Regions from separate parts of the Pan troglodytes genome. Here region 1 is linked to region 2. Evidence: chromatin contacts called from public Hi-C data. All regions are on one chromosome and are shown on one strand. The core of a region is the stretch at or near the end of the contact, and the rest is flanking DNA. Distances in the headings are between cores, read along the strand shown. Region 1 overlaps ANKRD33B (ankyrin repeat domain 33B). Region 2 holds the start of ANKRD33B (ankyrin repeat domain 33B).

What was found. Hi-C and Micro-C count contacts between places; a contact is called where the count stands out from the background.
Region 1: a Hi-C map of stem cell-derived neural progenitor cells shows a contact between it and region 2, with 2.5 times the contacts expected there. The contact joins the enhancer-like site here to the promoter of ANKRD33B in region 2. A contact is called at or near these places in 1 of 7 Hi-C or Micro-C datasets (stem cell-derived neural progenitor cells) and 1 of 1 other capture datasets (stem cell-derived neural stem cells).

The regions. Positions count from the first base shown.
Region 1 is chr4:11,276,814-11,282,835 of NHGRI_mPanTro3-v2.0_pri, forward strand. All of the region lies in intron 2 of ANKRD33B (ankyrin repeat domain 33B), which reads left to right. Among named protein-coding and RNA genes, the nearest start is that of ANKRD33B, 62 kb to the left of the region's middle. Within about 2 kb of position 4,263, at least 16 of the 24 cell types and tissues checked have an H3K27ac peak or open chromatin away from gene starts, as enhancers often do. A contact at or near this core is called in stem cell-derived neural progenitor cells and stem cell-derived neural stem cells, where this site is marked.
Region 2 is chr4:11,216,061-11,222,008 of NHGRI_mPanTro3-v2.0_pri, forward strand. It overlaps ANKRD33B (ankyrin repeat domain 33B), which reads left to right and starts at 1,685. Exons shown (of 4, transcript XM_016952951.4): 1 at 1,685-2,245. The coding sequence starts at 1,880.

The sequences.
Region 1 (6,022 bases), core at 3,013-5,512, 63 kb after region 2:
AGCATCCCCATAGACCACCTCTCCTTTTCTGCCCTTCTATCTGTGGGGCATTGCCGGAATTTTGCAGAGTTCACTGAATTAGGTGTAATACCCCATCCTCCTCATCAACAGAGGCCTGTCCCTGCCATCTTCCTTAAGGAACAGAAATTGGGTGGTATCCCTCGATGGTTCTAGTCACACTCCTGGCTTCTCTCTATTGCCTTTGGTCACAGATGGTGTCTTCATCTGCTCAGGCTGTGATAAAGGAAATAAGCAGCTCTCTGGGGCCTCTTTTGTGAGGGCACTAATCCCACCACGAGGACCCCTCCCTCAGGACCTAATCACCTCCCAAAGCCACCTGCTGTAGTGTCATCCTGGAGGCAGGATTTTCGCACAGGAATTTCGGAGGACAGAAACATTCAGACTGTGGCAGGTGGGAAGCTGGATAGGAGGGAAGATTCCTATGTTCTCAGCTCTCTTGGGAGCTGGCCCACCTAGGGGTAGCCTTGCTGCCAGACAGAGCTGGAGTCCAAGTCAGGTAGCAGGATCGGGTGGCCGGGGTATGTACCAGGGTCTGGGCTATCCTGAGGGCAGCATCACAGCTGGAAACCTGCCTGGGTGGACAGGAGGAGGCGGGCAGAGGCCTCAGCCATTATCCTGCTTCCTCCTCTTGGCCTGGCTGATGTTCTTGGAGGCTGATTTTAAAATACAATACACAGTGTTTGGGGGGAAAATAACCCCACATGAGCAAGGAAATTACAGGTGAATATCTCTTCCACCTCACTGTCAGCCCTCTCTTAAGTCTGCTCTCTGGAGATAACTGTTGTTAATGATTTGATGCCTAGATGGGTTTACTCTGCCTTTTCAATTTAAATAAAATCATTATTATAATGTATTTTTTCTTTACTTCTTGTTTTCTTTCTTTCTTTCCTTTTTTTTTTTTTTTTTTTTTTTTGAGTCTGAGTCTTGCTCTATTGCCCAGGCTGGGGTGCAGTGGCACAATCTCAGCTCTCTACAACCTCTACTTCCCAGGTTCAAGCGATTCTCTTGCCTCAGCCTCCCGAGTAGCTGGGATTATAGGCGCCAGTCACCGTGCCCAGCTACTTTTTGTATTTTCAGCAGAGGTGGGGTTTCACCATATAGGCCAGACTGGTTTCGAACTCCTGACCTCAAGTGATCCGCCCACCTTGGCCTCCCAAAGTGCTGGAATTACAGGCGTGAGCCACTGGGCCTGGCCTTTTTTTTCTTTTTTACTGGCTTTTGTTATCTTCCCCTACTTACTGATTTGCTTGAGCTCTCTGTGGCCGCCACTGTGTGCACCCACCCTCTGGCCTGGGCTCTGATCCCTGGACACCCAACCTAGGCCGCTGCCTGAGGCTTTGGGACTGAATTGTTGAGGCTGCATAGGGAGGCAGAGGGGAGAGGGACTTTACACCATTTAAACAAACACAGATTAAAAAGCTTCCTTGTGTGTGTCTTAATTGCCTCAATGTGCCGAAGAGATTTTCCCTAATTTCTTTCTGAACCTCCAGGGGCTGCCCCTGTCCCCATGGGCATAGTTGCCTTAGACACTGGCTCCCAACCTTGCGCCTCCGGCGTCAGCATCACCTGGGCTGGCTCATGTGAGCATTAACACAGATCTGGTGGAAACACAGACTGCCAGGCCCTGCCCCTGGAGTCTTTCTTTGAATAGGCCTGGGGTGGGGCCCAAGAATGAGCAGATCAACAGGTTTCCTGGTGAGGCTGATGCCACTGGCCCAGGGACCCCACATTGAGGATGGAGAACTTTGAGGATTTTATGCCTGATGACGGCAAAGGACCCCTCTCAGTGGGCACTGAAGACCAGCAGAGTCACAGACCCCACGAGAGATGTTGTCAGACAGACACAGAGGCATCACGGAATTAAAGTGAAAATGAGGAAGGCAGGTGAGCATGTGTTCATGAGTTTCCTGTGCTGTTTTGCCAAAGAGGCTGTTTAGGCCCAATCAGGTGATGTACCATTTTAATCAATTTCATAACCAGTTTTATTTCTTTGATGATTTGTTAATTTCAAAAGCTGTCCATGCATATGTGCTTACAGCCAAAAATGACTACAAAAGTATTATCAGGGAGGAAGAAAAAGATCCCTTCTCTGTCTTCCAAATATTCCAGCTCCCTTATCAGCACTCAGGAGTCACCTCTTCAGACCTCATTCAGTCCTTTCCAAACACACACGTATGTATGTGCGCTTTGTATTCACATGACTGGGCTGGTGCTGTTGAGACTGTGTTTTTAGTGGTTTTGTTCACGTGGTTATTAATCTAGAAGCTCCTGCTGCGTCGGTGTCCCTGAGCCCTGCCAGGCGCTCGTAGCCCTGCCTTCCTGCACGGGGATGTGTGGCTCATGCCCAGTTCCCCACCAAGACTTCAAGTTTGAGAGGCTGCGTTCTGACTGGCCTTCACTCACTGTGGTGGACCCGGCTCTTAGGCCAGTCCTTGAACATGAAGTACTTGCTTCTTAAATATTTGTTGGAAAAGAGGATATTGTGTAAAGTGCATGAACCGTGGTATACTTAGCTGTCCCAGTTACTGGACAGGTGGGCTTTTGAGTTAATCAACGGCAGCAAGGCTGTAGTGAAGTCTTTGGATCTGGGGTGCATCTCTGAGGACAGCGTGTTAGGATCCTGGCAGGAAGCATGTTGAGTGACAGGTGGGCTCAGAGGGCTGAACAGAGTAGTTGATGAGAGCCTGTCAATTACGGGGGGAAGGGTAGAGTTAAGGGAACCAACATTGAAAGGATTAAGGGGAGGGACTCCACAGAGAGTGACCCAGGCCAAGAAGCTGGAACCCGAGAGGCAGCCTCGGCCTAGAACCCCAGCCAGGGGCCGGAGTGGGAGGCAGGGCCAGATATCCCGCTCCTTCCACCCTGGTCCCCTGCTGAGCCAACCCAGAAACCTCACTGGGGCGGAAACTGGGCAGGTGCTGTTGCTGCAGGCCAGCTTCCTAGGCCGAAAGCAGGGCAAGGAAGAGGAGAAGCAATGTGCAGACACACTCTTAGAACAGAATTGCTTCAGCAAGGGCTGTGCCTGTTTTAAGTGTATGCAGCTGCCAAGTGGTCTTTAGAAAGCTGTGGTGATTTCTCCTTTCCCCTGAGTGTCCAAGAGTGTTCTTGCCAGCCCTGGCTGAGATCAGTCTTTTCAGTATTTCCCTACTCAAAATGAACCAAAACTCTGGTTTTCAGTTGTATTTCCCCAGCTCTCTTTTGAGCCTAGTACCTGTTAGGATGCTTTTGGCTTCAACCACAAGGACACTGCCTTCTCTTGCAACACAAGACATCTGCGGGCGATGTTGCAGGGTTGCTTCACTGAGTAGCTGGGTGATGCTGGGACCTAGAGCCACTTCTCAGAAATACATTCGCTTTTTCCTTCATGGTCCCAAGGTGGCCCCAGCTGCTAGAAGCGCCACGGCTTCATGTTGCAACACTCAGGGACATCAAGGAAGAGGAGCAAATCCCTGTCGGCGTTTCCCTTTATAAGACAGGAAAACATTTCCAGAAGGCTCCAGCAGAGTATCGTTGCCATCTCACCAACCAGGGTTGCGTCACAAGCCCGTGCCAAACCAGTGATAGAGGATGGCTTGTGTAGACAGCAGTCGCACTAAGCAGAATCAGCATTGTGAAGCACAATCTTAAAGCAACCATATGTTTATATTATTTGCTATGGCAACTGGGTTGGTTGAGAGTTGGAAGCTCTGGGTTTCTGGAGGACACAGCATTTATGAGTACGAATTCGGATGCAAATGCCTTCATCTGCCTTTTGAGTGTTCTCTAAAAAGTCTAATTTCCTCGGCTATTTAATGCACAATAAAAATACAGCCAAATCTGTACTAGGTCTGTAAATGGAGAGAACGTATGAAAATAAATCCTCATGTAATCCCTAAGTCTCATTTAGCCAGTCATTTCAACTTTCACCACCGCTCCACTAACAAAAATAAGATAACCAAAGAAAGGAACAAGAAGTCCCATGGATAGAGTTGTGTGTTTATTTCTGTTTCCTTGTTGTGCTTTAACAGAATAGCATGGACGTGGTGAAGTGAGGAAACGCCAGGGGTCTCTTTGAGCTGGTGATGGGATACAGCACGTGAAGCTTGTTTTGGGTATAAGGAACCTCTGATGTGTGCTTGCAACTTGTTATTTCTTGCATTTAATTGTAAAATTCTGAAGGCTATGTGCTGAGAGCCAGCCTGGCAGGATGCTGCCCGGGGATGGGGACAGAACGGGAGGGATTCTCAGGGGCAGCTGTGGGTTTGGGCTGCGGGGGAGCCCTGGTTCCTGAGCTGAATCAGGGAGAGTCCCAGTTCAGAGGAGAATTTATGACTTGGTCAGAACCCAGGAACAACGCCTCTTCATGTTATTTATCTTATTTTATTAGCAGTGCACATGATCACGATCTTAGTGTGATCTCATTGTGATGTTCATGTTGTTTTGAAGTGCTTCCTTTTTTCTCAGTTTATACCGTTTCAAATGAGAGAGTAGAACTTGGCGAGTCTCGGTTTCCCAGCGTTGCCTTATCTTCCTGTGAGCTTTTCTGAGCTCTTCTGATTGGCCATGGCAGCGCCACACCCCTGCCCGCTGACCAGCCAGGAGGGCTCCTCAGCCAGCTTGGGGCTTACCTGGCTCCTCCTTCAGACCCCTGCCTGCCCTGCAAAGAGCAGGGATGCTTCCCTCCCCTACTAACCCTGCCCCTCCATCTGCATGGTAAATGCCTTATGCTAAGAATTCCTGGAGTCTGTTCATGCCGCGTGGCGGGTATGATGTCATATTTCCAAAGCCGACAGCTCCCTCTACTGGCCTGGTCTGGAGAACTGCAGTTTGAGTGCCTTGAGTCAGTCAATCTTAGACAACCCAGTTCTGTAACATTTTCCCATTTTTAGAGCAGTTTGTGTTTATTGCCTGTTTTTTTAGATGGGGTTTTGCTCTTGTTGCCCAGGCTGGAGTGCAATGATGTGATCTTGGCTCACTGCAATCTCCGCCTCCCGGGTTCAAGTGATTCTCCTGCCTCAGCCTCCTGAGTAGCTGGGATTACAGGTGCCTGCCACTACACCCGGCCAATTTTTTGTATTTTTAGTAGAGACGGGGTTTCACCATGTTGGCCAGGCTGGTATCAAACTCCTGATCTCAGGTCATCCACCCACTTCGGCCTCCCAAAGTGCTGGGATTACAGGCGTGAGCCATTGCGCTTGGCCAGCCCAGCTAATTTTTATTTTTTGAGATGGGATCTTGCCATGTTGCCCAGGCTTGTATCTAACTCCTAAGCTCAAGTGATCCTCTAGCCTCAGCCTCCCTGGCCTCTTCGGGCCTTGGCCTCTCTGCTGGGATTACAGGCACAAGCCACCTTGCCCACCCTGATACTTTCAATAAATAAACTTTTCCCAAAGGAGTGGTAGGAATGTTTCAGCCTTTTCATCTAATGCATATTTATTGAGCACCCCAGAGCATGCAGTCATTTGGAAGTTTTAAGCATGTGAGCTGGGTAACGAGGGCTGTGGCGGCTGTGGGAACCCATATATGCATGGGAACGTGGACGATGAGACACCGTGGGTTAAGGGGCACCAGGGAAGACCTGGAGTTGGAAGGGATGGCTCATCAGGTCACCAAGTAAAAAGAGGAGGCAGAATATTCCAGGTAGAGGGACTCCTTGTGCAGAGGCCACTAGATTAGAGGAAGTGTGGCTCATGAGTGAATTACACGGAATGCTGGCTGTTTGACCATAAAGTGGATTGGGAGGGCATTGGCAGTGAGAGCTGAGGGTGAAGAGGTAAAAACCAGCTCATTGAAGAGTTGAGACCTCATCTAAAGAGCAGAGCCCATGGAGAGTTTCGGATGAGTAGTGGGGATGGTCAGAGGCCCCTGTTGGTGTCACTGTGCTGCTGGTGTGGAGAATGAATGGGGGCAGAAGTGGGACAAAGGAGGCTAGTCAGGACAGGAGCTGTGGCCCCATGGGGATGTGGTAGCCCAGGTCAGGGATGGAGAAACAAGGACAGCTTTAGGAAATTTAAAATTTTTT
Region 2 (5,948 bases), core at 435-2,934:
ATTCCCAGTGGGAATTGATGCAAACTGTGGTCAGTTACACAAAAAGGTAGAGTTTACTGTAATCTGGGGGCTATTTTTGGTTGCAGAAAGAATCCCCGGAGTAGAGAAGGAGGCCAGCGAGTCTCAGTTCGCTGCTCGCTCAGAGCCGCCCAGGTGCGAGGGCGTCTTCACCAGAAATCGGTGCTCCCGCGCGCCCCACCCTCCGGGGCCCTGCAGATGCCGGGTCCTGGGCCGCCAGCAGGCCCTTTGGCTCCTGCTGGAGACACTGGAAGACCAGGCGACCAGGACAGCGGGTCGGGCCAGTGCGGTGTGACACGAGGGCTCGAGCGGCTTCGCAGTTTAAACCTGTCCTCATCCTACACCTCCCACGGCTGTTTTGGATTCGGTGCCCTCGTGCCCCTCAGCTTGCCCAGCGGCACGTGGGCCTCAAGCCTGGTCCCCAGAGGCTGCGCCAGCCTAGCTGTGTTCACCTTGGGGCCGCGAGGTCCTCCCACCGGCTGGCAGCTGGTGGACACGCTGTCAAGATCGGGGAAAAAAAGGAAGGAAGGAGGCCAGGGGGTACACAGGGCTGGTGGCCTCCGCAGTCTTTGACCTGCGACGGGCGCGAGCGCACCTCCGCGCCTTTGCGCAGAGACCTTCCCCCAAGATTGGCTCACGACGCCTCCTACCCCGAAGTCAAGGGCTCCCTGTGGCAAATCCTCACACGCCCTCCTCCTCCCCGCCCATCCCCGGCGCCAGGACTGACGGGGAGAGGGCAAGGCCGGGCCAGAGGGGCTGTGGGCCTGGACTGCGGCTGTCGCCCGCGGCCCTGCTCTTTTGGGCAGCCAGACGAGGGGTCAGCGCCCAGTCGCAGCCTCCGGGGGTGAGTCCGCAGATCCCAGCACGTGACACAGGCCAGGCATGGGGACGGGGAGTCCTCGTCGTCCGTTCCCACTCAGATGCTCCCTGAGGTTCCGGAACACCCCGCTCCCAATCCCAGGATCTGACCAACCCTCAAGCCACGGCCGGCCCCGGTTCTGCGAGACGGGGGACTCTGAGGATCGTCCTCCCTTCCGGGCTGGGACTCCCCCACGGCAGCCGACCGCCCCCAGTTCAGAGTGGCCCGGCCCGCAGCGCTCCCCGGGCACAGGTCCCAGGTGGACGGCTCCGCTCCCGCTCCCGGCTTCTCTGCCCGCCAAGCGCCCCGGGGATTCCCCGGCCTCCAAGCGGCCGCGGCCGGGTGGAGTCAGCCCCGAAGCCCGGGATCCCCCGAAGGGAGAAAACCGGCTCTGCTCCTCCGAAGCGGCGGGAGAAACTGGCCCCACCCAGGCCCGGGGGCCCGACGCCCTCGGCGGAGGCCGGCTCCAGGGGTCCGAGGTTCCCGAAGCTGGAGGCCGGCTCCGCCCCGGCGTCCCCCCGCCGCCACCTCCGCCCCCATCCCGCGGGCCGGCGGAGGGAGGGGCGGGGCCGCTTGCCGCCCGCGACTCGGGTTCGGCTTCTTTAGTGATTGCTTCTGCTTCTCCCGCGCCAGCTGTCCCCAGCTCTGGGGCAACGCTGCCAGGTGCCCAGTCCCCGCGCTCGAGAGAGCGCCTGCCTGGCTCTGAACTCTGGCCAGGAAGGGGCGCGAGGGGAAGGCCCCGGGGGAAGGCGTGTCCCCGCGCCCCGCCCCGCCCCGCCTCGGAAAGCCCCCGCGGTCCCGCCCACCCCAGGGGCTCGCTCAGCCTCCGGAGACTTTTTTCTTTGAGCGCAGCCGCCTGGTGCCGGTTTCCGCCGAGCTGGAGCGCGCGGGCCACGGCTTCTCTGGGGACGCAGAAGCGAGAAGCGGGGACCTCGGCGCGCGCCCCGCGTCCCGCTCTTCCTGCCCGCGCCCCGGCCCCCGGCCCGCGCCCCGGCCGCCGGCATGGTGCTGCTGGCCGGGACCGGGCCGGAGGGCGGCGGGGCGCGCTGCATGACCCCGCCACCGCCGTCCCCACCCCGGGGCGCGCAGGTCGAGGAGGACCCCGCTGACTACGAAGAGTTTGAGGACTTCTCGAGTCTGCCAGACACCCGCAGCATCGCCTCGGACGACTCTTTCTACCCTTTCGAGGACGAGGAGGAGCACGGCGTCGAGAGCGCGGAGAGCGTCCCGGAGGGCGTCCCGGAAAGCGTCCCGGAGACGGCGACCCTTCTGCGCGCCGCCTGCGCCAACAACGTGGGGCTGCTGCGGACGCTGGTGCGGCGCGGGGTGAGCGTCGAGGAGGCGCAGGAGACTGACCGCAACGGCAGGGTAAGCGGGCGTCCCCGCAGGATTTGAGCCCCCTCACTGCCCCCACTCCCCTCCTCCCCACCACATCCCCGCGCCTCCCAGGTCCTGGCTCCGGACGGGTCACTCAGCCGCCGCCCAGAGCGCCTTTTCCCCGCTGTTTGGGAGCGCGGTGCCCTGGGTGGCTTCCCCGTCTCAGGCTGGGGGACGCGGTGCGGGGAGGGAGCAGTTTGCTCTGCCCGAGGTGTCAGCGCGGCAGAAACGCCAGTCCGGCGTCCTCACCGCATCCCCTTCTCGTTTACCGGTCCCCGTGGACCTCCTGACTGAATTCGCGCTGGCTGCCCGTGCTGCAGTCCAGGATTGGCTTCTTGCGGCCCGGTCCCCTCCTGACTATTACTTTTCCCCAGGTCCCTGGCAGGGGACCATTCCTCCTCGCCTGCAGGAGACAGCCCCTCCTGCCCAGCGCCCCATTTGTCCCCTGGGCCCCTCGCGCCGCCCTTGTCCTAACACGCTGGGGCGCAGATCGGCTCCTCCAGCCGCAATGATTTGGAAGCAACAGTTTCTTCCCTCGCCGGGACAGCTTGGTCCCCTACCGCACCTCCACTGAGCTTTGTGGCCCGCGCCGCGACCAGCCAACGTGATCGCTGACTGGTCTGTCCGCAGGTCACCTCCGCGAGCCAATGCCAGCCGGGGGTCCCCAGAGTCAGGGCCTAGGGAGAGCCCCAGAGCCGCAGGCATCCACCCGGGTAGGGCAGGAGGCGTGGAGGCAGGCACAGGCTATCCTTTCGTTATGACCAGATTCAGAGAAAACGAGATGTTTAGAAAAGAAAAGAAAGGAAAAGAAAAAAAGTTGGCTTAAGAAGACCTGAGAAGGACTGGCTGGTGGAACACCTTCCACCAAGCAAAGCACTTCAAGGGAAAACTGCAGAGTGACCACGGTGGCCAAGTCCCCAGTAGTCTGTGCTCAGTGGGCAAATGGCAGCGTTCTCACCTGATTTTTGTATTCTCCAAGGACCGTGGTATCTGCAGATGCAGCCTAGCACAAATGCACATGCTTTTTGCTCAGGAGCCTGCAGCTGAAAGAAAACATGTGCTTTGACTTGGGGACCCGGGTGACCTTGTGCCTTTGGTTTATCCTGCAGTGGGTGGGGCAGGTGGTTTGCCCTGACTGTGGTTTGGGCTGGGCTTAGGTGGATGGGAAGCCCTCCAATGTCACTCTCCCCTTGTACTACATTGCCCCCGTGATTCAATTACCTCCCACCGTGTCCCTCCCACAACACGTGGGAATTCAAGATGAGATTTGGGTAGGGACCCAGCCAAACCATATCACACAACATTTGAACTTGGAGGAAGGGTCTGTGCTTGTCATATGTTAGGCAGTGAGACCTGAGGTGGGGTCCCCGTAGGTAGCATCACCTGGAGCCCTGTAGTTCCTGCTGCCATTCCTCTTGCAATGCCTCCTCCCCCAGCCCTGGCGACAGATGCCCTGGCTGGCATGTGATTAGGGCTTGGAGCTCCACCCGAAGTCCTAGGGCCTGTTTCTCAAGTTCTACATTTGGTTTAACTGAGTTTTCAGGCCCAGATGTGTGTAATCAGAAACCTTGCTTTCTGGAAGCCAGTATGGGGGCCAGCTTTAAAGGAAGCCTCACCAAGCTCATAAAGGAACAGGTGGGGTGGGCCTCTCCCCCTGTCCTGGGCAGCCTGGTGGTCTCCAGTGGGCTGGAATGGGCACAGGAGGGGCCTGGCTCGCCCAGTCCCCACTCTAGGGCACCACTGGGCTCAGCTTTATATAATGTTTCCTTTAGGGGCAAAACATAAATGTTTGAAAACAGCTGCATTGAAGAAAACTGACAGCAACGTAAACCATCCCCAGGGGCTCGAGCCTAACAGACTGAGTCTCCAGGCCACACAGCAGAGAGGCAGGGGAGGGCCGTGGTATGGGAGGCTAGCTCCAGCCTCCCAGCAGCTCTCTGCCTCAGTTTCCTCATCTGTAAAATAGGGATAACGGCAGCCTCTCCTCTTAGGATGTGAGCATAAAATGGCTTACTGCCCACAAGGCTCTGGGAAGGCCCGGCCCCAGGCTTGTGTTTACCATCTTGTTTCTCATTCGCCTGCCTTCTCTTGGCTTGGAAGAGAGCACCTTCCAGTTTTATTTTGTTTTGTTTTGTTTTTTGTCTTCTGCCAGGCAAGGCTTTTTCTCTCGCTGCTTTTCTTCGCCTTTGATTACAGCAGAAGTGAAGACTTTGTTTCTCTGTGTCACGTAAAATAATGATGTAGGCCCGGACATAGCCTGCTAACTTAGAGACCCTTGGACTCTTTCATCTTTGGATCAGACGGAGCAGGGCCTGTGTTCTGTGCTTTGTGGGGCCAGTGGGGGGAGCGAGGCAGGAGCCTCCATTCTTTTCATTAGCTTCTCAAGGTTGTTGATCAAATAGCCTCTATCTTCCTGAAAAACAGCTGAAAGAATCAAGTGTGGCAAAGCCCTGATGCCCTGCTCTGTGGTAAATGGAGTGAGTCATTGCCAAAGTGTTTACCGCAGACCTACTGTGCTCCCGCTAGGTACTTTAGCAGACTCAAAACTGAATCCGGCAGTCCCTGCCTTTGAGAGTCCTAGCCTTTTAGTGAGGAGAAGAACTTGCAGAGGAAGAGCGGCTAGCTAAGACCTAGGAAACTGGGAGACGGACTGCTTTTCACATGACGGTGTCCAGTCTCCCCGACGGCAGCGTGGGTCACTCCCTCACTGTCTGCAGGCTCCTGGTTTAAGGGCACCTTCCCTGGGAGGCTTTTCTGTCTCCTCTTGTCCAAGCCTACAGAACCTGGAGCTGAGCAAGGGTAATGTAGGCATTCAGACATTTAGGGCTGAAATTATAAATAGGATGGTCATTTAGAGAGCAGGTGACGTTTGAGCAGAGATGGTGTCTAGGGGAAAGAGGAGTTAGAGGGAACAGTGTGTGCAAAGACTGAGGTGGGAACCTCATTGGAGCCTGGTCTCCAAGCTTATCATGATTAGTGGCAGTGAAAACCTTAAAGAAGGCCTGGACAGCTTTGGTGCAGTGGAGGGGTAATTGCATTATTGGCAGAATGACAGCTCACAGGTACAGCCCACAGCTGGCTTTCTAGGAGAAAATGATCTCTAAAGGCGTCTAAACTTTTCTGGGACATGCTTGTTGAGCTCTTCCTCTCTGGGCATTTAAGAAGGGAGCTTTGCCTGAGCTGACAGGCATTCCATTTGGTCTGGGTAACTAAGGATCAGATGTGTTTTGTTTAAGAACATGCATTCTCTCCTGCCTCCTGAGATTGGTAGAATGTTGGATGCGGCTCAGCACACCATTTTCCTTCTAAAATATTTATTGCTCTAAAAGCATTGCATGATTTAATATGCAACATGTAAATATTTGTCAGATAATTGCCCAATAACATTCAAAGCTTGCTTCCAATGTCTTCTGGATTTATGGTTGTTTTGTTCCTTCTGACTTGAGGCAGTGCAAGCTGCCATAATTCTTTTTCTTAATTCTTCTCTTCCACTTACTATCACCTGAAGTTCACCTTTATGGCCTTGGCGGCTCTTGAGATGACAGTGAAAACACACAAAGTGTGTTGTTTTAATTGTTGCAGAAGGGCAGTTTAAATGTCAGACAGCTCTTGGACTTAATTAGGCCCAAATACGTGCTCAATTTAAAATACTGCACTCCTGTCCTGATGGGATTCTGCTTCTGCGTGTTCGTGT